Regions from separate parts of the Mus musculus genome. Here region 1 is linked to region 2. A link is a contact called in public Hi-C data. All regions are on one chromosome and are shown on one strand. The core of a region is the stretch at or near the end of the contact, and the rest is flanking DNA. Distances in the headings are between cores, read along the strand shown. Region 1 overlaps Hivep3 (human immunodeficiency virus type I enhancer binding protein 3). Region 2 holds the start of Guca2a (guanylate cyclase activator 2a (guanylin)).

The links. Hi-C and Micro-C count contacts between places; a contact is called where the count stands out from the background.
Region 1: a Hi-C map of the N1E-115 cell line shows a contact between it and region 2, with 3 times the contacts expected there. The contact joins the enhancer-like site here to the promoter of Guca2a in region 2. A contact is called at or near these places in 3 of 39 promoter capture datasets (the 3T3-L1 cell line and hippocampal neurons), 1 of 15 datasets of contacts at CTCF or cohesin (the NIH/3T3 cell line), 2 of 484 Hi-C or Micro-C datasets (the N1E-115 cell line and cortical neurons) and 1 of 115 datasets of contacts at active chromatin or transcription factors (embryonic forebrain).

What each region holds. Positions count from the first base shown.
Region 1 is chr4:120,043,393-120,049,431 of GRCm38.p6, forward strand. The region is part of intron 2 of Hivep3 (human immunodeficiency virus type I enhancer binding protein 3); the gene reads left to right. Among named protein-coding and RNA genes, the nearest start is that of Gm38632, 13 kb to the left of the region's middle. Within about 2 kb of position 1,824, at least 35 of the 459 cell types and tissues checked have an H3K27ac peak or open chromatin away from gene starts, as enhancers often do. A contact at or near this core is called in the N1E-115 cell line, cortical neurons and hippocampal neurons, where this site is marked.
Region 2 is chr4:119,636,222-119,642,264 of GRCm38.p6, forward strand. It overlaps Guca2a (guanylate cyclase activator 2a (guanylin)), which reads left to right and starts at 1,511. Exons shown (of 3, transcript NM_008190.1): 1 at 1,511-1,604; 2 at 2,381-2,591; 3 at 2,990-3,244. The coding sequence starts at 1,530. The coding sequence ends at 3,054.

The DNA.
Region 1 (6,039 bases), core at 574-3,073, 410 kb after region 2:
CAGGGGCCATGGGAAGACGTGAGAACCGACTCATTTGCAAATGGAAGGATGGGTTCAACTTGTCCCTCAGACTCTGCCCTGCCCTACTTCTGACCATTTTTAGCCTTGATCAAGTGACCTGAGTCTCTGAACCTCTGTTTTCTTGGCCATAAACAAGGACTATGCAACCACTTGACAGGACCCCAGTTCCATGCTATGACCTTGGTGGAGAGCCTAGAACAGTGCCTAGTACAGAGGAAGCAGCAAGCTCACCGTTATCACACATGCAAAGAATTCCAATAACAGAGTAAAATAACAGCCACGTGCAAAAATAAGCAGATAGCTCCCAAGGTGAAAATGGCCCCTAAACACATGATACTTGAACTAAGTCCAAGGGACTGGGAGTTTAAGTGGGATTATTTTGCCTAAAAATGGCCAAAAAAAGAAAAAAGGAAAAGGAAAAAAATGTATAGTGATGCATAGAAATCAAATGCTTGCAAAGACCTAGGGAACTCGGAAGGCTCAATTGTCGTGAATGAAGGCTTTCAGAGGACATACTTGCTTAATCAGGCCAATCCCAGATCCAGAGAGACCTGTGTGTAAGGGCCTTTCCTGTAGCATGTTGTGTGTCAGAGGACTGACAAGGCTCTTCGTGCCTGGCTGAGGCTATGCTCAAATAGTAGTGTGGGATGTCTTGCATCCATTATAAAGAAAGATGTGTCCCTTTGGGGCCAGCCAGGAAGGAGAGTCAGGGTATACTCCTCACCAGAAGAAGGCTTCCATGCAATGTGTTCTGTACAATCCTGTGCTAACCCAGAACATGTTCAGGTTAGTGCAGACTAAGTGTGGCCCTGCACATGAAGAGTGGTTTCTGTGCTCATGGAAGCTGCCTCAGAGAGGAGTCGAATTTGAGAGGGTGGAAGAGACACTGTCAACCTCATAATACCACTCTCTTTGTGTGTGTGTGTGTGTGTGTGTGTGTGTGTGTGTGTTCATACATTTATTTAATTTAATTTATTTATTTTGGTTCTTATTTATTTATATATTATTTGTTTATTTATTTATGGTTCTTTTGTGGTAGGGCTTCACTTTATACAATCTGTAGCCTAGGCTGGCCTCAAATCATGATAGTACTCCTGCCTCTGCCTCCCAAATTCTGCGATTATTTGAGTGAGCCACTATGCCTGACTTGAATATGTATTTGTTTTGTTTTGCAACAGAACTTCATGCAGGTCCAGCTGCCTTCTGTATTTCTATGTAGCCTAGGATAGCCCTGAAGGCCTAGTCCTTCTGGCTTCACTTCCCAAGTGCTGGGATCAGAGGCATTAGTTCCCGTGCTCAGGAACATGAGCATTTTAAGTAAAGACAGTTAAAAAGAAAGACAGAAAGAAGAAAAGGAAGTAAACCTCTGATGTATAGGATTAGTGTGGTGCTGAGTCATGGTGGGCATCACACCTGGTGCCTAGCACCTTGTGAGTGCCCCATGAACATCTCCCCCGTCTTCTTTTTTCCTCCATGGAGGTTGGTCCTTCCTCCACCCCTGAATTTCCACTTAGTGTTTTCCCAAACTTAGTAAGTATTCAGTGGCGATTACAACAGTGTCAGCCACTCTCCTGCGGTGTCACCCACGTAGAGCCACTTGTTCAGAGAACCCATCTGCCTCTCACCTAGACAGCCTCAAGGCTCCTTTCTTCATTGTGAAGAGAAGGCTGTCATCTAGCCACCCCTTCCACGCCTCCTGTCTCTCCCACCTTGCAGTATGGGCCCTCTGTCACCCCACATGCCCAGGGTGAACCTCAGTCGTGTGGATCATGTCTGGCTCGTTTCTCTTCTGTTTCTGTTCACAGCCAGGCTTTCCAACCCCCGGGGATGTGGGCTTTCCTGGTCCCCTTCCCCCACCAGCTTCCACCTGGCCCTGATGAATTCCATCATGCCTGCTTAAAATCATCCGACTTCCAATTTGCTAATTTAATTCTAGTCTTACAGAATTTTGGCAACCCTGCCAAGCCGGGTGCCAGATGCAGATTTAATGAGCATATTTTCAGTTCTTTCTTTCCTGTCTCCATGAAGATGCTGAAGGGAATGGGCTCTGGACTTGCTCCCAGGATCCTGCTTCCCTGGAACACCCTTGCTTGCCTTTGACCCAGCACCTCAGGGTAAGGCCCTCCTGCCAGAGCTCTCCCTAGCTGCCCGGAGAGGTCCTGGAGAAGAAGCCATCATTGTATCCTGCTACTCATCCTAGACACCCCAACCCACTTCCCAGCATTTGGGCCTCACAGGAAATGTATTTGGAGAAAATTGCTTATTTCCTCCAGCCCATGTCTTCCTGTAGCCATGTGCAGCTCAGCAGATGTTTGCAGATGGAGGTTTTAGCAAACACACACTGAGCGCTTTCTAGCATGGACCATCCACAGCCTACAACAGGATTATGGCATGGGGGACTGTGACCCACACTGGCAGGCTCAGACCATTCACACTGGTCACCTCATTTGAACCCATACCCTCTCCTTACGGGAAACATCTTCACCCCCCCCCCAGGGGAAAGACTCAGAGAAGTCGGGTGGGCGGTTCGAGGCCATAGAGTGGTGAGCAGCAGAAGTGGGACTCTGCTTGAGGCTTTTGATGTTAAATATAGAGCTCTTTCCATTGACCAGGAACAGTGACTCAGGGCCTGGCACTGCTGCCTGTGATCCCAATGTAGTCACTGCTCATGACCGGTCAGAGCAGGCTCATATATACAGATGCACCTGCTGCCCCACACAGATGTCCTAACAGTGCAGACAAGGTCATGGAGCCTGAGTTTTGGGAGCTGTAGACACCGAGTATACAGTGCTTAAGGGATCTAACGGGAGGCACAGCAACCTGGATTCTAAGCTGCAGCAAGAAAGGCCAAAGGGGGCCTCACATGGAGCTTCCCTGGAAGAGAAACAGGTTGGGGTGCCCCAAGGAAAGCCTTGCCTTAGGGCAGCTTTATTCCCTTTCTGAGCCTTGGCTTTGCTTGGGCGTGAGTTGAGGTTGGCTATCTCATGATGTTTTAGATAGTGGAACCTCCTCTCAGACCCTTAACTATTTTTTTTTAACCCAAATAAAATCATATACTGAATTCCCATCATATAACAGAGGGGCAAAATTGAAGGTATCTTGAGTCACATGTGGCTTTGCAGGGAGCAAGTTGGAAATTTTTCATTGGCATCTGTCATTGTTGCCAATGTGTCTCCTCCCCTCCCCCACCACACACACCCTCCTCCCTGGGTTAGATTTGTAGCTGCAGCCTCAGGGCTTTGCAGCCTGGAGAAGGCAGTGTGACCCGACCATTTCTCCTCTCCGGTCTCCATTTCTCACTCCCAGTCCTCCCAGGTAAAGACTAGATAAGCCGATGCAGAGTTCCTTAGCACTTGCCCAGCTCAGTACCCAGACGTTCATGTCCTCGACTGAACTAGATGTGAGGTCAGAATCAACGGTGGTGGGGTGCTCCTGAGACCACCTAGAACAGCGCTGCCTGCGTGCTCAGCCTTACTACAGGGGACTCTGGTTCTCAGGAGCACTCAGGAAGAGCCTGGGAGGAGGAACATTTTGCTGAGCGTTACCAACAAGCTTCTCAAGACTGGAAGAAAAAGAGGGTGGGCACAGGGTAGAGGTAGAGCTGGCGGCCCACGGGGAGAACAGTCCCCTGGCTGTGGCTCTTCATGAGTGCCAGAGGCTGGCCCAGGTCCATCCCCAGACCTTAGAATTGGGTACAAGATCAGAACTGTATCCCAGTAGCTGGCAGCAAGAAGGTAGAGAAGAAACAGTTGGAAGCTGGTAGAGGTGCAGCTAGGGAGGAGGCTCCGCCCTGCAGCCTGATCCTCGGGTACCAATCACTGCCCTTGCATCGTCTCCCTGGAGCCAGGCTGCAGAGGACTGTTTCCCAAGTCTGGGAGAGGGCCTCCGGTGGGGCCTTCCCCCATGGGGTGGAGGGAGGAGTGAGTAGGGAGGAAGGGATGGGCAGGGGATGCTTTTCATCTCATTGGAGTTATTTCTGGCTCTGCTCAGGCTACTGCAGTCTCTGTGGAAACTGTCTGTGCCCAGCTCAGTGTGGAAACACAGGGAGGTTTAAAAGGATGATGTATGCTGAGAAGATAACAGGGAAGCCATGGCTGCTGCTGCTGCACACTGTGTGTGTGTGTGTACGTGTGTGTAAGCATTTCTGTTCTGGACCTCTGAACACACACACACACACACACACACACCTGTTGTCTCCTTTCCACTACCTACCCACTCTCCTGGGATACCTTCCTCTTGAACTTTCTCATGCTGTCTGGGAGTGAAAGCTGACCCCTCTGTGAAAAGATGTCCACATCACACCCCACAGACTCCTAAGCTGGTTCTGCCGAAGGGGAGTATAGCTGGAAATCAGCTGTGAAATACTGATTATCCAGGATTACCTGTGTGAACCTGGTATAATCACATGGGTCCTTTAAATATATGTATAAATTAATATTTTAATTATACAAATGTATAGGTTATCATGGGACCAATACCTATAGGTAGCATCTGAAGAATGCAGAGTATGAAAGACTCAACTGGCCACTGGTGGCTTTAAGGGGGGGGGTTGTTAGTCAAGATAAGAGGGGATTTTCTACTAGATGTAAGAGGTGAAGGAATGCATTCTCCCCTGGAAGTTCTAAAATGGGCCTGTTGCCACCTAGATTTTAGATACGGTGAGTTGCATTTTAGAATCCCACCCTCCAGAAGCCTTGGGTAATACGTTAGCATATATCAATCCATTAAGATGTCTTATCCCAGCAGCCTCTACAACTCAAGTGACAAGGAGCTGAGCCTGTGATGGGGAGAGGGCCTCCCTGTGTCCGGGAAAAAGTTGTGCATGTGTTTGTTCACTTTTGGGGGGGGGGTCTGAATTTGCCCAGGATCTCACTGCTAGGCACAAGTCCTCTTGGTGAGCATGCAGTGCTCTAGAGCCCTGGGCAAGTACTCTGCAAGCACACAGTGCAGATACATCCTCATGGCCAGCTCTCCAGGTCCTGCCCCTGTGAGCGCATGTGTGTCACTGCTGGCTGACACCTGTTGTGACACCTGGGTGTGCATACAGGGGGATGCACATGTACAAGGGTTAGACCTGCACACTGGCTCATCTTCCAGCCGTGGTGTGCGGCACTTGGGCTGACTGAGCCCCATCTGGACTGAGACCCCTTGCTGGATACTTCTTTTATGCCCAGACTCGGGTGAAACCTGGGAAACATGACCCCCAGGGTGTGGTAACAGGCAAGGTTAGGGGGGATGGGTGCAGAACTGAGGGAGGCTTTCTAGTCCCTGTCATGCAAATCTGCCGAGTCTGTCCCTGTCCCACTTTATAGATTAAGAAACTGAGGTCCAGACAGAAATGCTTGGGAGTAGCAGCAAGAGAGCTGAAACCAGAGCATGGGTGCAGCCCAAGGACAGAGCTACTTTTTCATTCACTGTCTAGGTGATGATGGCTGAATGAGTTTATTAAGCAAGTCAAATTTATTGAGCATCTATTCCTGTTAATACCATGTCATGGGCAGGGCTATGGCTTGGTAACAAGACAAACAGGACCTGGCCTTCCCCTGAGATTGTTTTTTCATTCTGTGGAGAGAATAAGTAATTATGCAATGATTGAATTACAGTGGGAATAAATGTTTTGTGGAAGACGCTCAGGAAGCCATTCCTTGTGAATGGTTGTGCAGACTGGGCATGCACAGGTACATGTGGGGCAGCCATGAAGGAGTATGTAGTGTTATTTGGAGCACAAGACTGGTCCAGCTGTAAAGCAGTGTAGTCCAAGTTCATAGACAACTGTGGAAACCAGGCAGAAACCTTTCTTTCTCTTCTGGACTTTGACCCTCATTCTCCCTGTTTGGTGGTCAGATAACATATGGTCAACCATCCTTTAGGAGAAGCCTTGTCACCAGCAGGGCCTGGGGACCAGGAGGACCAGCATTGTTTTGCCTGTGGGTCAGGGTTTTACCTTCCCTGGCTTGGGATCAAAGGCACAGAGGCGGGGCTGGCGAGATGGCTCAGTGGTTAAGAGAGCCGACTGCT
Region 2 (6,043 bases), core at 261-2,760:
ACAACTTCAGGATATATGCACATACACACACTTTAGTGTGTGCACACATCCCCAGCACATAGGCACATAGACTTCTTAGTGTACACATGAATATAACCAAGTATATACACATAACTCAGTGTGTCATACTCTGGCATACATAGGCACACAACACTTCAGTGCACACACAAACACCTTTGCACACATGCCTTTCAGAATGCCTACATGTGCCCTTCAATACACACCTCATGTACTCACAAACATCTCTGTACACACAAAGACCCCTTCAGTGTACACACCTCAGCATACATGCAATCTGCATCTCAGTGCCTGCAGGCATTTGCATATGACCCCGTAGTAGGGGTTGGGGAAATAGACAACAGAAGTCCAGCCTAGAACAGCTTGGTAAGAACAAATGTTTCTTGACCTTGTCCCAGGGTTAGGTACTTTCTAGTTTCTTCTTACAAGGGTCCTCTCCAGCCCCTTCTTTAGTACTGTTCTCACATCTAGGGATGCCGTCCCTCACTGGGAATGCAAGCAGTGTGGTGAATCGGCAGGAAGGAGAGGATCCGTCAAGACTGCTTTCTCTAAGGTCCTGGGGCTTGGACACTCTAGGTCCTGCAGTGAATATATGACTTGCCCCAATCCCAGCAGAGGTTAGATTAGAGGGACCCGGATCCACACAGACCCATCTCAGCCACTCGGGGCAGGGCAGGGCAGGACAGAGGGGGCCATACTGCCTAAGGACCAACTGCTCTGACTGGGCTAGGCAGGTAGCCATCAGTGGAGACCAGGAGCCGCTGCTGCTGTTCAGGCACAGCAACTTCTTCATCGAGGGCTTCCTGTGTGCCAGGAACTGCATGGAACACTTAGGTGCTCATAGTCTCCTTAGCACGAAGGCATCTGCCAACCAGGGAGGTATTCACATTGGTCTGCACAGAGAACCTGATAGGGCAACGATGTGGAGTGGAAGTCACATCGAAAACAGGCCGCTGGTGGGGTTTGAGTGCAGGCCTGTGAATAGCAAAGTTGAATCCCAGAGACCAAGGCTGGACTCATCTGGCTTTTGTGTTCCCGTTCTCCCCCCTCTCTGGGCTCACTTACTCTTCCCTTCCCCCTGAACATTCCAGGCTCAGCTCATTTCTTGCTCCTCCTAACAGGGTCTTCTTTGAATGGGTGGGAGGTAACTCTTCTGTGCTCCCCACCCCCATGCTAATGGCCCTGTCTCTGTTGCCACTGTAGTCACAGTCACCTTGCTGGGCCTCTTTCTTCAAGGGCAAGGCTGGATCTGCCATCCTGGTCGGGAGTAAATCCAGGACCCAGCCCAGCTGTGAGTCACAGTAGTGCCCAGGGAGAGGCCAGGGCTCTGCCAGGCTCTGTTGATCTCTTATCTCCCAGGCTCCACTTGGCCTTATCTGATGGGGCTCAACAGGCAGCAGATGAGGCTGACAAGGCCCCAGGGTTACTGAGTAACCCCAACCTCTTTAAAAGCCCCACTGTTTACCCCAGGCACTAGTACTGGCCTGTTCTCTGCATTGCATACTGCTACCATGAATGCCTGTGTGCTCTCTGTGCTGTGCCTCCTGGGTGCCTTGGCTGTCCTGGTAGAAGGGGTCACTGTGCAGGTATGACCCCATCCCTACTTAGTCTAGCCCCATCCTTGGAATCCTGAAACGAGGGATGGGCATCTTCTGGGACCTGTCGTCCCCCCCCCCCCCCCCCCGCCTCCCGAGACCTGCCAGCCAGCCATATTTTCCCTTCAAACATGGAAGAGGAAAACGTTCAAGGAGACAGCAAGAAATACCAGCTGGGAAAGACTATAGCAATAAGTGCCTGCAGTCTGGCTGCTCCAGTGTCCCATTGTGACTCGGCAGGCCCGGGATGAAAGGGTTGGTGGCATTTCACAGAACAGAATCATGAGCTTCACTAAAGTCCCCAAACAGCCAAAGCTGATGGCTGAAAAGGGAGGTGGCTGGGCTCAAATCTAGGCATCCATTGCACCCGATGGGAACCTAGATGGTCAGGCATACCTACTGGTGACACCAGACACAAGCTGGGTTGTCAGCAAACAGGGATCCTATTCTCTAAAGGACGCCCCTGGGTTCCTTGTATTGCCTCTGATAGGCTGGAGGTGGAAGCCCTCGGGCAGGAAAAGATAGGCTGGGCTAGCATGACCACGGATAAGGGTGCCAGTTCACGCTCATATGGCACCCACAGCATCCCTGGCTCTACAGAAGCGGCTCCATTGATCACGTGGTAGATAGTATGCAGTACTTACGGCCTCTAGCAAACCCAGGGTCACAGAGGTCTGACCTCACGTTGTTCCTTAGATTGTCTCAAGCAAGCCACCCAGGCTAGGGCTGCCTACAGCCTGGCCTCATGCTCTGGCTGCCTCTTTCAGGATGGAGACCTCTCCTTTCCTCTGGAGTCAGTGAAAAAACTTAAGGGTCTCCGCGAGGTACAGGAGCCCAGACTGGTGAGTCACAAGAAGTTTGCTCCCCGGCTTCTTCAGCCCGTGGCACCACAGCTATGTAGTAGCCACTCTGCACTTCCAGAAGCACTGAGGCCGGTCTGCGAGAAACCCAACGCCGAGGAGATCCTGCAGAGGCTAGGTGAGTGCGCTCTTGGCTAGTGTGGCTAGGACATCCTCTGATTGGTTGGGGCTTGAGGAGGAGGTGTGCTTTGATTGGCTAGTTCTGAGTGGCACTGGTTGAAGCCTTTTAGAAAGGCCTTCGTTCAGAAGCAGGGGTTAAAAGGAGTCCTGCATCCCATCTTCGGGTCATGTCTAACAACTCCGTTTCTGTTCTGGTAAAAAGCTGCACTCTGATTGGTTGGCTTCAATAATTCATACGCCCCATTTGAGGCAGAAAGTCTAGAGGGTCAGAGGAGATCAGCCTGCTGTGATTATCCTGGTGGCTGGTGACAGATATCCAAACTCTAGTGGAAGAGAGGCAGGGGATATGAGAAAATGGTGGCCGTCCCTCACCAAGACTTCTTCTTCCTTGACCAGAGGCCATTGCTCAGGACCCAAACACATGTGAGATCTGTGCCTACGCTGCCTGTACGGGATGCTAGAGTGACATCGCTTGCCTTTCTCTCAGCCCATGTGGAAGCCCCTCTATCTTCTAGAAGTCACGAGGCTAACAAACTCATACCCTCAGCATCTATTGCCCTGCCACAGCGGGGAGGAGGCTGAGGAGACAGCTACCTGGAGAAGCCTTGCCTGAGGGCTATGTTAACCCTCAGCCAATAAACCAAACTTCAGAACTCCGCCTGGTGCCTTCGTTTCTTCCCTAGCACTCCCTCAGTGCAGTGAACACCCACCTGCCCTCAGAACCATGGGCTTCAGGGTCCAAAGTAGAAGGTTCCACTTCCTTGCCAAGTTCCCCCAACCTTGAGACTACCATCACACACAGGTACAGGGACCTACCAGAGAGGGCAGGGTTTTGGCTTTTCTCACCTGTCTCCTGGGGTCACTAACTTGCCGCTAAGCCACATGTGAAGACAGGATTTTTTTTTTTTTTTTTTTTTTTTTTTTGGTTTCTCGAGACAGGGTTTCTCTGTATAGTCCTGGCTGTCCTGGAACTCACTTTGTAGACCAGGCTGCCTCTGTCTCCCAAGTGCTGGGATTAAAGACGTGCGCCACCATGCCCAGCGAGGACAGGAATTTGTCTGAGCTGGTTTGGGTGTCCCGTGCTCACAGGCCTTTGGGCCACCAAAGGATCTGGCTTCCTCAAACCAGCGGTGCTCTTCTGCCCTTTCTGTGCTCCCATTCAAAGCAAGCATTCCCATCCTGTCCTCTCCACCTTTCTGTGTGCCTAGTTAGGTTACCAACCCAAGCTCCATGGCTACTTTCCCCATGGCCTTTCCTGATCTTCCCTGAGAAGACTGTGTCCTGTGGTCACCCGTATCTCTAGAACAACTCTAGGCACCTTATTGATACCTTCTGTGCAGGAGGAAGTTGTTCCAACCTGGCTCAGGCTTAAGTCTACACCCCCTCCCCACTGCCCAACCTTCCCCCCCCCCCCCACTTTTGCCTGCTCAAAGAACAACAGTGTGAGAGGAAAAGCCAGGATTCCAGGTCCCAGCCCCTGATCTTCCACATCCTGTGTGATGCTAGGAAAACCACATCTCTGTGCCTTAATTTCCTTCTCTGTAACAAAACTAGCTCTATACCATGAGTGATACATTTTAAATCCCCCAGTTCAGACCTAATATAAACCTAGAGGAATTCTATTTTAAATGGTTTTTAAAGAAATGAAGGAAAATCAAGGGTCAGGCTGGAAGTGACCATATCCAACACAGGAGTGAGGCCAGTCAGCAAGGATATAGGAGGCAGAGAAAGAAGAGGCTGCTGAGGTCTATTCTGGGCGAGTGGGTGAAGGAGAATTGCCACAACAAGGGTATGGTGGTACAGACAGGCCTCCTGTGAGCTGGATACCTTCTTTTGACTATGGTCAGGAAACTTTGAAAAGGAGGAGGGCCTTTTTATTATTCTGGGATCTGCACTGGAATAGGTGGATTTCAAAACCAGTATGATGTAGGCAAGAAGAGAAATTCCAGAGAGTAGGGATGGTGGGAACACAGAGGTACCAGGGTAGTTTAGTCTGCACAGTATAAAGCTTGGGAGGCAGAATGGGCTTCAGCCTGACTCTTAGGCCCCTTGCCCTCCTTCTGAGGCTTAACTTACTTGTCTGAAAATGGGTACACAGCTTCCTCCCAGGGTTGCTGGGAGATTTGATGACCTGGATGGTAGATAGACATTTAATGCTTCAAAGCTGAAGCCAGATTCATTGAGTGTGACTCTGGATGATAAGACTCAGTCTCTATGTCTGCAAGATGGAGCTCCTAAGAACTACTTTGATCAGGCACAGTGCCACTTGTGATCCCAGGACAACATGGGAAGTGGAGGCTACAGGTCCAGGAATTTAAAATCATCCTCAGCTCCTAGCCTGAAACTCCGCCTCACAAACAAACCAATAAGAAAAGAAAAATTTACTTTGTAACATTGAGTGAAGATTGCACAAAAGCAATACTAAAGAGTTCTTTTTTAAATTTAAGATTTATTTTAATTTTAAACATGTATTAGTGTTTTGCCTCCATATATGTATGTTCATGCATACATGCTTGGTGCCCTTGGAGGACAGAGGACAGTGGATTCCTAGAACTGGAGCTATGGATGGTTGTGAGCCACACCATGGGTGCTGGGACTGAACCTGGGTTCTTTGTAGGAGTAACAAGTGTTCTTAACTCTGAGCCATCCCTCCAGCCCCCTGAAAAATTTCTCAAAGCTTCACGACCCCCGGGACAATCAGAAGAAGTAAGAAGGAAAGCTGAAAGCTGTCTCAGCATGGAAGATGGAAGTGTGTGTGCCAACTCTGGCAGGCACAGCGGCAGCAGCTCAGCAGCTAGCACACAACAATGAGGGCATGCGGGGAAAGAGCATCTCAACTTATCTACCTGACGTCACACTCGGGATGAAGGAAAGAACAAACTATGTCCAAATTGTGAAGAAGGACATAATAGAAGTCGAGGCACAAATAAAAGACATCAAGACGGAAAAGGTAAAAGGTGGGCTGATGGCTTTTTCTGGCCTCCAGAAGGCACTGCACACATGTGGTGCACAGTCATACATGCAGACAAAACACCCATACATACAAAATGATCAAAATAATAAACAAGTAATAAAAAATAAAAATAGAATAATAAAGTAAATAAGATAAAAGTAGAAAGAGAGGCAGCTTGTTCTTGATCTAGATGTATGTGTGGATTTTATTATTTATTTAGTATGTGTGAATATCTGTGTGTGTTTACATACACTGCATGAGGGTGGTGTACTTTTCTTTGACATGGTGCTAGAAGTTCTAACCACAACAATTAAACAAGAAAACAAAAGCACCCAACTCAGACAGAAAGGAATGTAATTATTTCTGCTTGCTGATGACACAATCTTAAATATAAAACTCCAAGGAGCTTATCCCCCCAAAAAACTCATTATAACTATATAGACAACCCAGGAAGCATCAAGAGACAGAATTAATACTCAAAAGTCTCTACACTAACA